Linked DNA regions of Mus musculus: regions 2 and 3 are each linked to region 1. A link is a contact called in public HiChIP or PLAC-seq and promoter capture Hi-C data. All regions are on one chromosome and are shown on one strand. Each heading gives the region's core, a stretch centred on a gene start, on an enhancer-like site or on the middle of the called end of the contact. The rest is flanking DNA. Distances are from core to core; before and after follow the strand shown.

The links. Promoter capture Hi-C pulls out the DNA fragments that hold promoters and counts their contacts. HiChIP or PLAC-seq counts read pairs in DNA pulled down with a chosen protein or histone mark.
Region 2: a contact with region 1 is called in a promoter capture Hi-C map of cranial neural crest. The contact joins the enhancer-like site here to the promoter of Tbx3os1 in region 1. A contact is called at or near these places in 15 of 39 promoter capture datasets (the 3T3-L1 cell line, 3T3-L1-derived adipocytes, the C10 cell line and 11 more), 7 of 484 Hi-C or Micro-C datasets (cranial neural crest, embryonic fibroblasts, embryonic stem cells and 1 more), 17 of 115 datasets of contacts at active chromatin or transcription factors (the NIH/3T3 cell line, astrocytes, a colorectal cancer cell line and 12 more) and 4 of 9 other capture datasets (adipose tissue, embryonic stem cells, embryonic tail and 1 more).
Region 3: an H3K4me3 HiChIP or PLAC-seq map of intestinal villus epithelium shows a contact between it and region 1, with 29 times the contacts expected there. The contact joins the enhancer-like site here to the promoter of Tbx3os1 in region 1. A contact is called at or near these places in 19 of 39 promoter capture datasets (the 3T3-L1 cell line, 3T3-L1-derived adipocytes, the C10 cell line and 12 more), 4 of 484 Hi-C or Micro-C datasets (cerebral cortex, embryonic retina and uterus), 19 of 115 datasets of contacts at active chromatin or transcription factors (the NIH/3T3 cell line, astrocytes, a beta-TC-6 cell line and 15 more) and 5 of 9 other capture datasets (adipose tissue, embryonic tail, embryonic trunk and 2 more).

What each region holds. Positions count from the first base shown.
Region 1 is chr5:119,669,353-119,673,344 of GRCm38.p6, reverse strand. Tbx3os1 (T-box 3, opposite strand 1) reads left to right here and starts at 1,837. Exons shown (of 4, transcript NR_166476.1): 1 at 1,837-2,094. It overlaps Tbx3 (T-box 3), which reads right to left and starts at 2,112. Exons shown (of 8, transcript NM_011535.3): 1 at 941-2,112. The coding sequence starts at 1,329.
Region 2 is chr5:119,147,869-119,151,587 of GRCm38.p6, reverse strand. No RefSeq gene overlaps it. Among named protein-coding and RNA genes, the nearest start is that of Gm31129, 16 kb to the right of the region's middle. Within about 2 kb of position 1,932, at least 1 of the 459 cell types and tissues checked has an H3K27ac peak or open chromatin away from gene starts, as enhancers often do.
Region 3 is chr5:119,070,271-119,074,473 of GRCm38.p6, reverse strand. It overlaps Gm30895 (a long non-coding RNA gene), which reads right to left. Exons shown (of 4, transcript XR_878728.1): 2 at 3,070-3,335; 3 at 1,977-2,197; 4 at 1-395. Among named protein-coding and RNA genes, the nearest start is that of Gm31034, 14 kb to the left of the region's middle. Within about 2 kb of position 2,918, at least 7 of the 459 cell types and tissues checked have an H3K27ac peak or open chromatin away from gene starts, as enhancers often do. A contact at or near this core is called in intestinal villus epithelium, where this site is marked.

The DNA.
Region 1 (3,992 bases), core at 588-3,087:
AGTGCCCGGTTATGAAAACCCGACTAAATGTCTTGTGGCTTGGAAAACGATCCCGTGCCAAACTTTGGCCTCAAGTAGCTTGGAAGGAGACCGAAAGTGGGGTTTTATTTTCGTGCCCTTCCAACTGGTATCTTGATAAACCTCAATGCTACCTACCTCTGGTTTTGTTTTTGTTTTTGTTTTTCTTAAATCGGTGGTTTTAAACACTAGTCATTGGGGTCCTTAATAGACTTATTTCGGTCAGGCAAGGGCACTAAACATTACGTAAAGTGGTAACAATATTCAAATACAAGGTGCATAGTCTCATGGGTTCCTTGGGTCTACACACATAACCTTAATTGTAAAAATTGCCTGCTACGGTTTCCCTGGGCTTGCAGACTCCGGAGATGGCAACGGGAAAGAAACCCGAAGGTCCTCCCCTCTTCCACTGATTTCTCTGTCTCACACCATCAGGCTTAGGTCCCCTTCAGCCCCAGGGACAAGGCTGAAGAGTAGAAAGGGCCTGCGGAATCCTCCCGGGTCTCCCACTGCTGTCTAAGAGGGGCTTTAAGGTCTGTCCTGGGAAATAAAATCCAACAGAAAGAACTAAACGTAAAGAATATTTCAGAATGGCTTCACAAACGGGCTTCCTGCAACAAGGTGATTTTCTCGAATGCTGCAGAAGCCGAGTGCGCGGTCTCCTTCAATGGAAAACACCCTGTATTTTGTAAGGAACCCCGGATACGAGTCCCTAGGAACCATACTGAGGGCCCGGGTAGGCTGAAACTTCCTGACCCTTAAGGCAGGGCCCTGGAGTCTCCGCATATTTGGGGGGACAGGAAGTTTTCGTTTCAAACGTCAACAGTCAGCCAGAATCTACTGTTTTAAGAGTCAGACAAAAGAGATGTGAAATTTTTCAGATGGTTTGGGGGGAGGGGTCCCCCACTGATTACTTACTTACCTTCCTGACTTCGTGATGACCATCTCTGTACCCCGCTTGTGAAACTGGTCCCAAAGTTCCTTGGCCTCCAGGTGCACCTTAGGGTCATCTTCTACGTCTTCTTCGGGTTCCATGGTCTTCAGAGGCCTCAGATGTGCCTGGGGTCCCAGGGATGAGAAAGGGATGCCGGTCTCAGCAGCCCCCACTAACTGATCCATGATGGGCTTGGCCAGAGCTCCGGGGAGCGAGAGCGCCGCGGCGCCGTTGGGAGGCAGCGTTAGCGCGGGGAAGAAAGGCGGCTGGTGGCCCAGTACCGCGCTCATGGCGAAGTCCGGCGCCCGGTGAGGTAGGAAGGGATGATAGGCCATGCTTGTCCCAGGGATAACCGGATCTCTCATGGAGAGGCTCATCCACTCCAGACAGGGAACCAGTCCGCAGCTGCTGGCTTGGCTCCGCTTTTGTTGTTGCTTTTCAAAAATAATAATTAAAAAATTCAACAGCGACGCATAGTTTTGTTTAAAATAAAAAAGAGGGCAAATTACAAATAAAGCGTTTGAAAGGGAGGGGGAAAGTGTCTTTGGGGGGAAGAGAACGCCGCTTTTAAAGAGGACAAAGCGGCAGCAGATCTGGAGACATAGCCGCTGCAGGGGCTGTCCTGGTGCGTGGAGTGTGTTGGAAAAGCCGCTCCTGGAAGTCGGTTTCAGTAGGGCAAGCAGCAAGCAGGGGCTCGACTGGCGCCCAAGCCCTGTGGCTTAGCTGGAAATAGACACTGCAGCCCTTTCCCGGGGTGGCTCCCCGGCTCCCACGCTCTTTGTTGCCAAAGCGCAAGGTTCTCGGAGACTTTTTTTTTTAACCTTTTTTTCGACTCCTTCCCCCGCCCCCTAGCTCTTCTCTGGCTTTCTCGCAGGAGGCGTCTTAGTTGAGCTAGACTCTGGCTTTCACAGGCAGCGAGATCAAGGGGGGGAGGAAAAGTCTCTCCTTTAAAAAAAAAAAAAAAAAAAAAGCGATTTAAGCCCCTTTCCAGCGGCGCTTTCAAAACTAGAACTGCGAAGCTGGCTTCGGTTCGCGATCCTCCTCTCTGGCTCCGGGCTGCGCGCAGAGTCTGGGTGGCGAGCGAATGGTGCCTGCGATCTTCTGCCTCGGGGAGCCGGCTGTCTTCCTTGTGCTAAAAAAACGTGAGCGAAATCGCTTTCCTAAAAATAATAAATTAAAAAAAAATCAGCGTCCGGGCACGCAGGGCGAGGGAGGATCAAGAAGACGGGTGCAAAAAAAAAAAAATAGGAAAGAAGGAAGAGAACGGAGTGATTGGGAGCTGGAGTAGGCAAGTAGAGGGAGGGAGAGAAAGAGAGAAAGAGAGCGAGCGAGCACCTCGCCACCCTCCTCCGCCTCTAGAATTCCCCGGGCGTCTGCTCGGCGGCTCTGGACGGTCCGGCAGCGCTGTGGGCTGCGGGAGCCCGAGGCTTGTTGATTGGCTCTTTGACGCTTTCGGACCAATTGTGTGGCTGCATAGGCGTGGTTTTCACAGGTCGAGTGCTGGGGGAATAGAGCCGAGTTATAAAAAGAAGGTGTCGGAAACTGGAACGTCGCTGCGCCGCGCGGTACTACGGCCTGTCCTGCGTTTATGTCAACATGATCAGAGGGGAGGGCGGGGAGCCACCAGGGCGCCGCGCGCTCACCAAAGTCGCCTCTAGGTGGCTGATCCAGAAGAGAGTTCGCAGCAGCCTGAGAGCTCGCCGCGGCTCCTCAGCTCAGCCTACGTCTGAAAGGCCTCAGCCATCCAAGCCGGGGGATCCGGGGAGGAGGCTGGGCCAGGGAGGAAGGGGGAGGGAGCGAGGGCGGGAGCCAGGCAGCTTGCCCGGCTTCCGAGGCGCCGGGCAGGGGCGCTCGCCTCTCGCGCGCTCCGAGCGCTACAGTTCAAGCCCGCGGCCGCTTCTCTTGTGCGGATCTGCAGCTTCTTCCCTTTCCCGGGCCCCGGGCTAGCCGAGCTGGCCGCCGAACCTCTCTTTCGGCCAATAAGCCTTAACAAAAGCTCCAGGCTCGCGTAGCTCTGAAGGGAGCCCCACATGGAACCGCCCAGCCACCTCTGAGTCAGATCCTCTAGCTCCTGCGCCCGGGTGCTTCGGATTCCCGAGCCACTAGCGCAGGGGATCCCACCAATCTTTCTGCCCGCTGCCTGCTCCCCACCCGCAGCCACGTGCAGAGACCCAAATGCCCCTTGGGATTCTGGGCCCGAACGCGCGCCGACATACTGAGACCGAGCCCCCACGCGGAAAAATAAACCACGCAAATGCATTCAAGGCCTGCGCGCCTGGCCCAGTCTACGCTCGGCTCGCTCCTTTTTTTTTTAAAAAATGTATTTACTGACCCTTTTGAGCCCAGCTCCTCTTCCATTCGGATGACGACACCAGTGTTCCACCCGGATGGGGGTGTGGGTGTAGAGAGAACGAAGCAGCTGAAACAAGTGAGCGCCTGGAACTGCGGGCCTGTCTCCTGAGAGCCTTTGCCCTCACCTCCGGGCCAGCTCGGTAGGGAGCTGCCGCTCTGGGCTTGGAGAGCTGCTCGGGGGGAGGTGCACCAGCCTCGTATCTTCCTCAGGCATCACACTTATCTCTGGGTGCCTCCGCTCCTGCTCTATCCTGGGGACTTATCGTGGCAGACGTCGGGGGCGAATTTGTAAAACAAACCGTGAAACGTCTCCCACCCCCATTTACCCCAGATGTCGGGAGACTAAGGTCTCCGCTCATCCTAGGGTGGGGAGGAAGGCCAACTGATCGATCAGACTTTGGTTGGGTGACCCTGTAGGACTCCCCTCGCAAACCTGCAGTCCTTGTTTGTGGGTAAAGGCGAACTGGGACATTCCAGTTTAAATGGAGGGCAACTTAGCAGAATTTTTAGTTTTCCTGGGACAAGACCTTTGCTTGGAAAGGGAACAGAAAGGAGGCTGGGTTTCCGGGCCTAGAGATTAAGCTTTCAATGTTTCCGTGTGGACCATTTGCGCCTAGATTTTCCCCCTGGGGGCCTCCCCCAACTCCTCGCCCAGGACCCCTTTCCCAACTGCAGGTTCAAACTAGCA
Region 2 (3,719 bases), core at 683-3,182, 520 kb after region 1:
ATACAGATGGAAACCAATCACCTTCAACTTTTGACACACACACATGAGAATTATTCTGGGGTGAAAGGAAGAAAGAAAGAAAGAAAGAAAGAAAGAAAGAAAGAAAGAAAGAAAGAAAGAAAGGAAGGAAGAAAGAAAGTCAGACACAACAGAGTGTGAGCCATAAAACTACACACCCTACTACCATGGCAGGTGTGTAGTGTGGCACTTGAAATGGAAGAACTGAGTGACCTTGGGGAAGGGCACAAGGATGCAAGCTGGTATCTCCTGAGCACAGTGTGGTACATCACCTCACTGCATCATTGGATTCTGTGCACCACACTGCATCACTGGATTCTGTGCACCACGCTGCATCATTGGATTCTGTGTATCAACCACACAGCATCACTGGAATCTGGTACATCACCACACTGCATCACTGGATTCTGTGCACCACACTGCATCACTGGATTCTGTGCACCAACCACACTGCATCACTGGATTCTGTGTACCAACCACACTGCATCACTGGAATCTGGTACATCACCACACTGCATCACTGGATTCTGTGCACCAACCACACTGCATCACTGGATTCTGTGTACCAACCACACTGCATCACTGGAATCTGGTACATCACCACACTGCATCACTGGATTCTGTGCACCAACCACACTGCATCACTGGATTCTGTGTACCAACCACACTGCATCACTGGAATCTGGTACATCACCACACTGCATCACTAGAATCTGATACACCACCATATTACATTGCTGAAAACTGTGTCCCTCTCTGCCTCTATATGAACTGGAGTTGCAAAAATCACCCATTCAGGCACCATTTGAAAATCACAGCAGTTGATGGGGTAGTGGCTATTCACTTGAAGTGGGTGGAGTTGGGAGATGCTTCATAGAAGAGAAAACCTGTGAATCCTGGATCTCCAGGGGTGGATGGAGACTGAGGGAGCCTGGGAGGGGATTAGGAACAGCAGAGAATCACTGCCCTGAAGCAGTCTGGGTACAGGAGGAAGGATAGCAGAAAGCTGTGTGGATATTCACCCCTGCACTGGGTCAGGGTTTGTAGTGAAGAGAAAAAGAAAGCCAAGATCTTCTGATGCAAACTTATTTGCAGAAAGGAAAAAAAGAAAGAAAGGAAGGAAGGAAGGAAGGAAGGAAGGAAGAAGGAAAGAAAGAAAGAAAGAAAGAAAGAAAGAAAGAAAGAAAGAAAGAAAGAAAGAGAGGAAGAAGAGAAGCCAAGGGCCAGATGGACGCCATGGACAGCCATGTGCATGGAGATGTTCTCAAGGCATCAAGAGCAACCTCCTTTCCCCCAGTTACAGCTACACTGGGTCTCTCTTGCGCGACTGCTCTTCTGCGCATGCGCCCTCTCCCTACCCACCAATATCTTTATCAAATCCTTTTTCAAACATGGAGAGGAGAAATCTCCCCAGTACTGGAAGCTTTATTTGCCACCTCAGTTCTTCTCGGATTTCCAAAACGCACCGTGTGGGAGAATGTGTTTCCAATATCCCCTGTCTCCCTCTGTTAGTGTCTTGCCCGTTTTTACCCCAATGAGGTTCTGACCCCTGGCGTCTCTTGGGAATCCAGCTTTGGAGCGGTGGGGAGGGGGGTGTCAGGCTTGTCAGGAAGGCAAAAGCCATAGCCGCCTGGAACGGCCCAAGTCCCCCCGCCCAGTTCTTAATGCATTTAACCTGGAAGAGGCATTACTGAAGCCCAGATTAGATTACGGGGTTGGTAGAGGTGAGCTAACCAGGGGCACATGGCCGCGTGTGGGCTGAGATCATCTCTGTTGACACCATCTAATACGAGGCCCGTGTTGAAGGCAGCGAGGCCATCTACAGCTCAGCTGTCCCCCATGACCACAGGAGGAGGTGAGACCCAGGCAGAGCCACTTTGATGCCTGTCTCTTTCAATCTTCGAGCGCCCCGAGTCTTCATGTCATGATTTAAAGGTCTCCCGGTACCAGCTAAATGTCCTAGCTTCCTGTGGGCTACGAGGTCGGTTTCATGTTTCTCTCAGAGCAAGCTTTTGATGATGGGGGCGTCTAACATACTCACCTTCCTGGAAGTCTGTGCACAACATCATCCCTGCATTGTATACACGTGGGCCGATTTTTGTCCTTGTGCAATTCTGCGTACAGGCATAGGAAAAGGGGGCATGTCAAGGTATGTCCCCTCCTTATTAAGAACAGACAGGACCTAGTCTTCTCGTCTTCTCTTTCCTCAGTCTCCCCATTACTGGCTTTCTAGACTGATATGAGGGTCCCGGATAAATTTCTTTCTCCATTATTATTGGTAGAAAGAACCATAGGAGCTTTAGGGTTCATACAAAATCTACGTGAGAGAGAGAACAGAGAAGACGTAGTAGACATCCGAATGCTCCCCTATGCCCTCAGTGTATTGTACAGCAACAGTTTTCATTCTTTCTTCCCAACGGTTTCCATCCTCCTGTCTCACACGGAAGATCCAAATGGGCAGATCTTATGTACCAGGCACAGAGTCTGAGCCGCGAGACAAACAGGGGAAAGATGTATCAAACAGATTATTGAATGGGTGACTAAATAGCGACTTCCTTTGGAACAACCCTCCTGGAAGACAGACACTTTGTTTAATGGTTCCTATTACAATTTTAATCTTTTTCTTTTCGTCGTGGTCATGTGGTAGACTATGTCCCCAGGCTGTGTAAGCCATATTTCTTGGTCTCCATCTTCATCCCTCATTAGCTGGTGACCTTGGTTAGGGTATGTAACTTATGTGGGAGTCTGTTTATTCATTTATAAGATTGTGACAAACCTACAAAATCAGGTTCTTGTGAGGCTCAGGAGCCATGCCTGGAGCACTAGTAGCTGTTTTTAAGACTCTGTGCTGCTATTTTTTAAAAATAAATCTCACCAAGGCAATAAGAAGGTTATAAATAATACCAGAAAAGAAGGGGAAATAAATAAATAAACGTTGGCTACTTGGATTGGTTACTTTGACTGGCATCTGGCTGACAACTGAACACACGAGTGTATTTAACGTAGCTTAAAGGGCGTGAACAGCAACACCCACACACAAGCCCCTGGAAAGCTCAAATCTTGCTGTGGGAAGTTCCACTCCCGCCACACACTTTTGTCACCTTTTGCAGCGGCACTATAAGTAGCAATAATGAAGGTACTTAGCGAAGACTTCCCTTTTAAGCCAATCCTTAATTGACTGACGTTCTGGGCAGTGTTGTGGTCTCCAGAGCTCACTTGTCTTTCAGGTCCTGTGGGCACAGCCTCCTCCTTATTGCCCTCCCCCGGGCTCTGGTACCTACCATTTTACCCTCTGTTGGTTACTTCAGACTCCTATCAGTGGGTCCTGCAATATTGCATTTCCAGATTATTCCACCAGCAAAATGTTGCCCACAATCCTCTCTGCTGACCCAGAGAGCAACGTGGCTCTTTATTTGAAGACCACGAGTTTCCACTGTTTTCTCCTTATGTGCTCTGTGCATCCGTCTATTCGTGAGCCTTGAGCTGCTTGTGTGCATTTAACCCATCGGAAGGATGACTCTTGGGTTCTCCTTCTGCGTCCTTTCACGGATATTCAGAGGCAGAATGGGTGGCTCCTTTGCTAGATCTTAATTTTCTGAGGCATCAACACTGTCTTCTACAGTGACCACCCCAACTTAACACCCCCCACAAGCACCACACGGGGCTGACATCCTGTGCGTGCTAAGCAATTCCTGTCCTGC
Region 3 (4,203 bases), core at 1,669-4,168, 600 kb after region 1:
ACCCCACTGGCATTGGGTGGGTTGAATTCAGACAACCCCAGCATGGATGCTACTGTCAAAGTCCTAGGTCCACATCATCTAAGTCCTCACCTGATGACCTGTCTTTCCTGGGACTGTCACGTGTCCTGATGTCTGAGTCCCTTCACTTCCAAACAACTTCTCTGACTCATTTCTAAAGTTGATCTTTACTCCTGGGTGAGTCTAGGTTTCCCCCTAACCTCCCCGGAAGCAGAAGGCAAGGCTTCAGACACCCGGGAGACACCCAGGAAGGTGATGATGGAGATGCCAATGATGGTGGTGACGCTGGTGGAGATGGAAACGTTGCTGCTAATGATAAAATAATAGATAGTGTGTCCTGATGGAGCATGCACCACATGTCAGACATTGCTCCACTCCTGCAGAGTAGGCACAAATGAAAATAAGAAAACTGAGTTGAGCGGAGAAGCTGTGATTTGCCTCCCCCTTCCCCCCCCCCCAAGATTACTCAGAATAATGGTCTCTAAATGAAAGATCCAAGTTGAGCATCTTTCAAGTTCGACAAACAAACACAAGTAATGGAGGGCTGGCTCTTGGGGCTAGAGTGATGGTTGTCAACCAAGTGCCTGCCCAGCAAGCATCAGGACCCCAGTTCAATCTCCAGAACACAAGAGAAGCCAGATGGAGTGTACATGCCTGTAATTTCAGCACCAGGAAGTGCAGACAGGAGGATACCTGGGGGACAAGCCAGCCAGCTTAGCAAATGAGTACTGTCCAGGCCAATGAGATATTCTGTCTCCAAATACATTGTGGGGCTGGTGAGGTGGCTCAGGAGGTAAAGGACTGTGCTGCCAAGGCTGAGGACCTGAGTTCAGTTCCCAGGACCCACAATGCAGAGAGTCAGATGTCTACCTGTTGTACATGTACACGCACACACACACACACACACACACAGAGAGAGAGAGAGAGAAAGAGAGAGAGAGAGAGACAGAGAGACAGAGAGAGACAGAGAGAGAGAGACAGAGAGAGACAGAGAGACAGAGAGAGACAGAGAGAGACAGAGAGACAGAGACAGAGAGACAGAGAGAGACAGAAACAGATGGAGAGAGACAGAGACAGAGAGACAGAGACAAGCAGAGAAAGAGCAACAAAGAGAGAGGTAATATAAAGATTATCATTGACTGGGGCCGCAAAAATCCTAGCTCAGACTGTCTTCAAATACTAGATATAGACAAGTCCCCTCAAACATGGCTGCCAGTGGCCTGAGGCCACTTCCCAATTTGCCCTAGCAGGGGCGACACATCCGTATGAAGCGCACATGTGTGGACCTTCTACCATCTTATCCCATCAGCCCCTCTGTTTCTTTTCATCTCTATAAGGAGGGTGCTAGCACACCCTGCTTCCTGGAGCATGCTTCTCTGTGGTTGAACCCTCTGACTTATTAATAAACCTAGTGTGGCCTCCGCCCCCGCCAGGGGAGATAACAAGCTGCCCCACTTTCCGCATCAAATTGTCTCCGTGTCACATCAGTGGCGCCACGGAGGTGACTGGCGCCACTGTTCCCGTGCTCCTCCCAGGTGGGGCAATGAGGGTGAAGTGACGCGTGTGCCCACACAGGGACCGATTGTACCCAATACTTGGAGGCTTGTAAAAGGTGCTATATAAATCAATAATTAATACTAATCAGGGCGTGATAGTACTATTGAGAGGAGGAAGGGGCCCGTGCATACAGACACCACACCCGCCTTGACACAGCCCTCAAGAGCCAGGGAGCTCACAGAGAGGTGAGAAGACATGTTCTGGGAGTGATAACAGCATCCCACCTGGCACCATGCAAACTCCACCCAACAGCGCCACCTTAATAATAAAGAAAGGTCTAGAACCTCAGAAATGTTAGCCACCAAGGGCTGTGTCTCAGCGCCTTACTTGGTTGTGGGCCCTTTCTTGAAACCAGGACTGTCACTCACCCTCACTGGATTCCGGGAGGGAATGATCTCTACCTGAACAGGCTGTGGTGAGCGAGCTTGGTCCCTTCCCAGCAGGGGAAGCTCTGAGCTTGGCTGCAACTTCCTGTTTCTCCCTAGGGTCCACTTTGTGAGCTTGGGATGAAAGGAACCATTTCCTCCTGTGATAGATAGAATGGCTTGATTTCTCGTTTCTTCTTGAACATTCCATGACCTTGGACTGGTTTGGTGATCCAGTTGAGTGTATACAAATGTCTCTGTGGATGGTATGAGAGTCACACAAACCAAACAAAAAGAAGAAAACAGATATAACAAACACATCTACAGCACGGGCTGTCATATTCAAAACGGAGTGATTTGTACTAATAACCTAAGGGTTGGGTATCTCTGTCATAATAGAAAAAATGATAATTTTAAAAATTGAATGTTTTACCAGCCTAAGGTGCTAGGAATTTAAAGCACGGAGAATGGTGGCCTAGGAGAGAAAAAGAAATCTCTGGGAAGTATGGAGAGGCATAGAGAAGGCTGAGCAGGAGAGCTGAGTAGTTGTGATATAGACGGAAGATCCCAATTCCAAGAACGTCCAATCTCCATATCTAGGAAGGTATAAACAATAAAGACATTTGATAGGCGGAATAACGGCCCCCTCAAATGGCTACCTCTTCACCCCTGGAGGCCCCGGGCCTACAGATGTGTTAACCTACACAGAGAGAGGGACTCTATAGGGGACATGATTTTGTCTCCTGGATAGGCAGAGTTCTTCCGCCGTCCTTATTAGAGGAAGCCAGGCAGATCATGGTCAGTGACAGGATGAGAAAGGAGAGATTGTACATGTGAAATAGCATTGGAAAACATGGCAGTTTCTAGCAGCTTAAGGGAGACGGATGGCTTTTATCAGCTGACAAAGTAAGGAAATGATCTACACCTTGCCCTTGTCAAGGCGGAGCTGCTTCTGTAGCTGTGGGTGGGGCCCGAGACAGTCCAGCTGATGTCAGCTGAGTGGATCAATAGATCACACACTTTGGATTATAGAAGGAGGAACCCACAGGATCAGTTAAATTCAACAACAGCCTTCAGATGGTGGTGGTGGTGGGGTGTCTGAACACACGGGAGGTGGGCTCCACCATACCTTTTCTGACATCCGAAGTGTCACACTGTTTTGAATTGTTTTGAGCTTTAGGTCATCAGCCTGTGACACTCTTTGAGGACCTGGCAGGAGGAAGTGGGCCAGTCAGGAAAAGTCTCTGGTAGCTGTCACCCATTCTACTTCCTGGCTGGCCATAAAGTGAACACGAAGTCTTCGCCCAGGAACCTATCACCGTGGTATCCTGCCCAAGCCTTTGGAGTGAGGCGACTACCAGCAGAAGTCTCCGAAACCATGTGCGGAAACAAATCCTGGAAACGCAAAAAGAGTTCTGTGTGTAGCAAGTGCTCAGCGTGGGGTGCACCCTAACACAGTCAGCTCAGCATGGGGTGCGCCCCAACATAGTCTCTCTCTCCTCTTCAGACCCTGGCCAGCAAAGGCAGCTTCTGCCTCTCACATGGACTTCTCTCCCAGTCCTCTGTGCTGAGTCCAAAGCCCAGCATATACAAGCCTGTTTCTTAGAACCCATGTGTTGTATGGGTCAGCACCCCACACCACTTTGCTTCCGAAGCTGCCTTCAGAAAACAAAGGGGGAGGGTCGTAGAGATGGCTCAGTCAGTAAAGGCAACTGCCACCAAGCCTGACACACTGAGTTCGAGCCCAGGTACTACATGATGGAAGGAGAGAAATGATTCCCTAAAGTTATCCTCTGACCTCCACACATAGGCCAGGATACTGGTACACACACACACACACACACACACACACACACACACACACAAGAACTCTGCACATGGGCATGCATACACACTGAATGAATGAATGAATGAATGAATGAATGGATGGATGGATGGATAGATAGATAGATAGATAGATAGATAGATAGATAGATAGATAGATAGATAGATATTTTTGCTTTGTTTTACTTTTCTAATAAAACGAATTGGAGGGGTGAACATTTGCACTTCTTAAGTGCCTGCTCTGCACCAGGCATGAACCGATTGCTTTTCTTTATCAAATATCCTCTTAGGAGCCCCAGGACAAAGGAGATGGAAGTCTAGGCCTCAGCAGGTTGAGGTTTACGGGGAGGAAAAGATTTGCTTAAGGCCCCATTACTACAGATAAATGAGGACTCAGGGACTTCTCTCCCCACTAGACAGGAACTCTTCTGACCCCTGC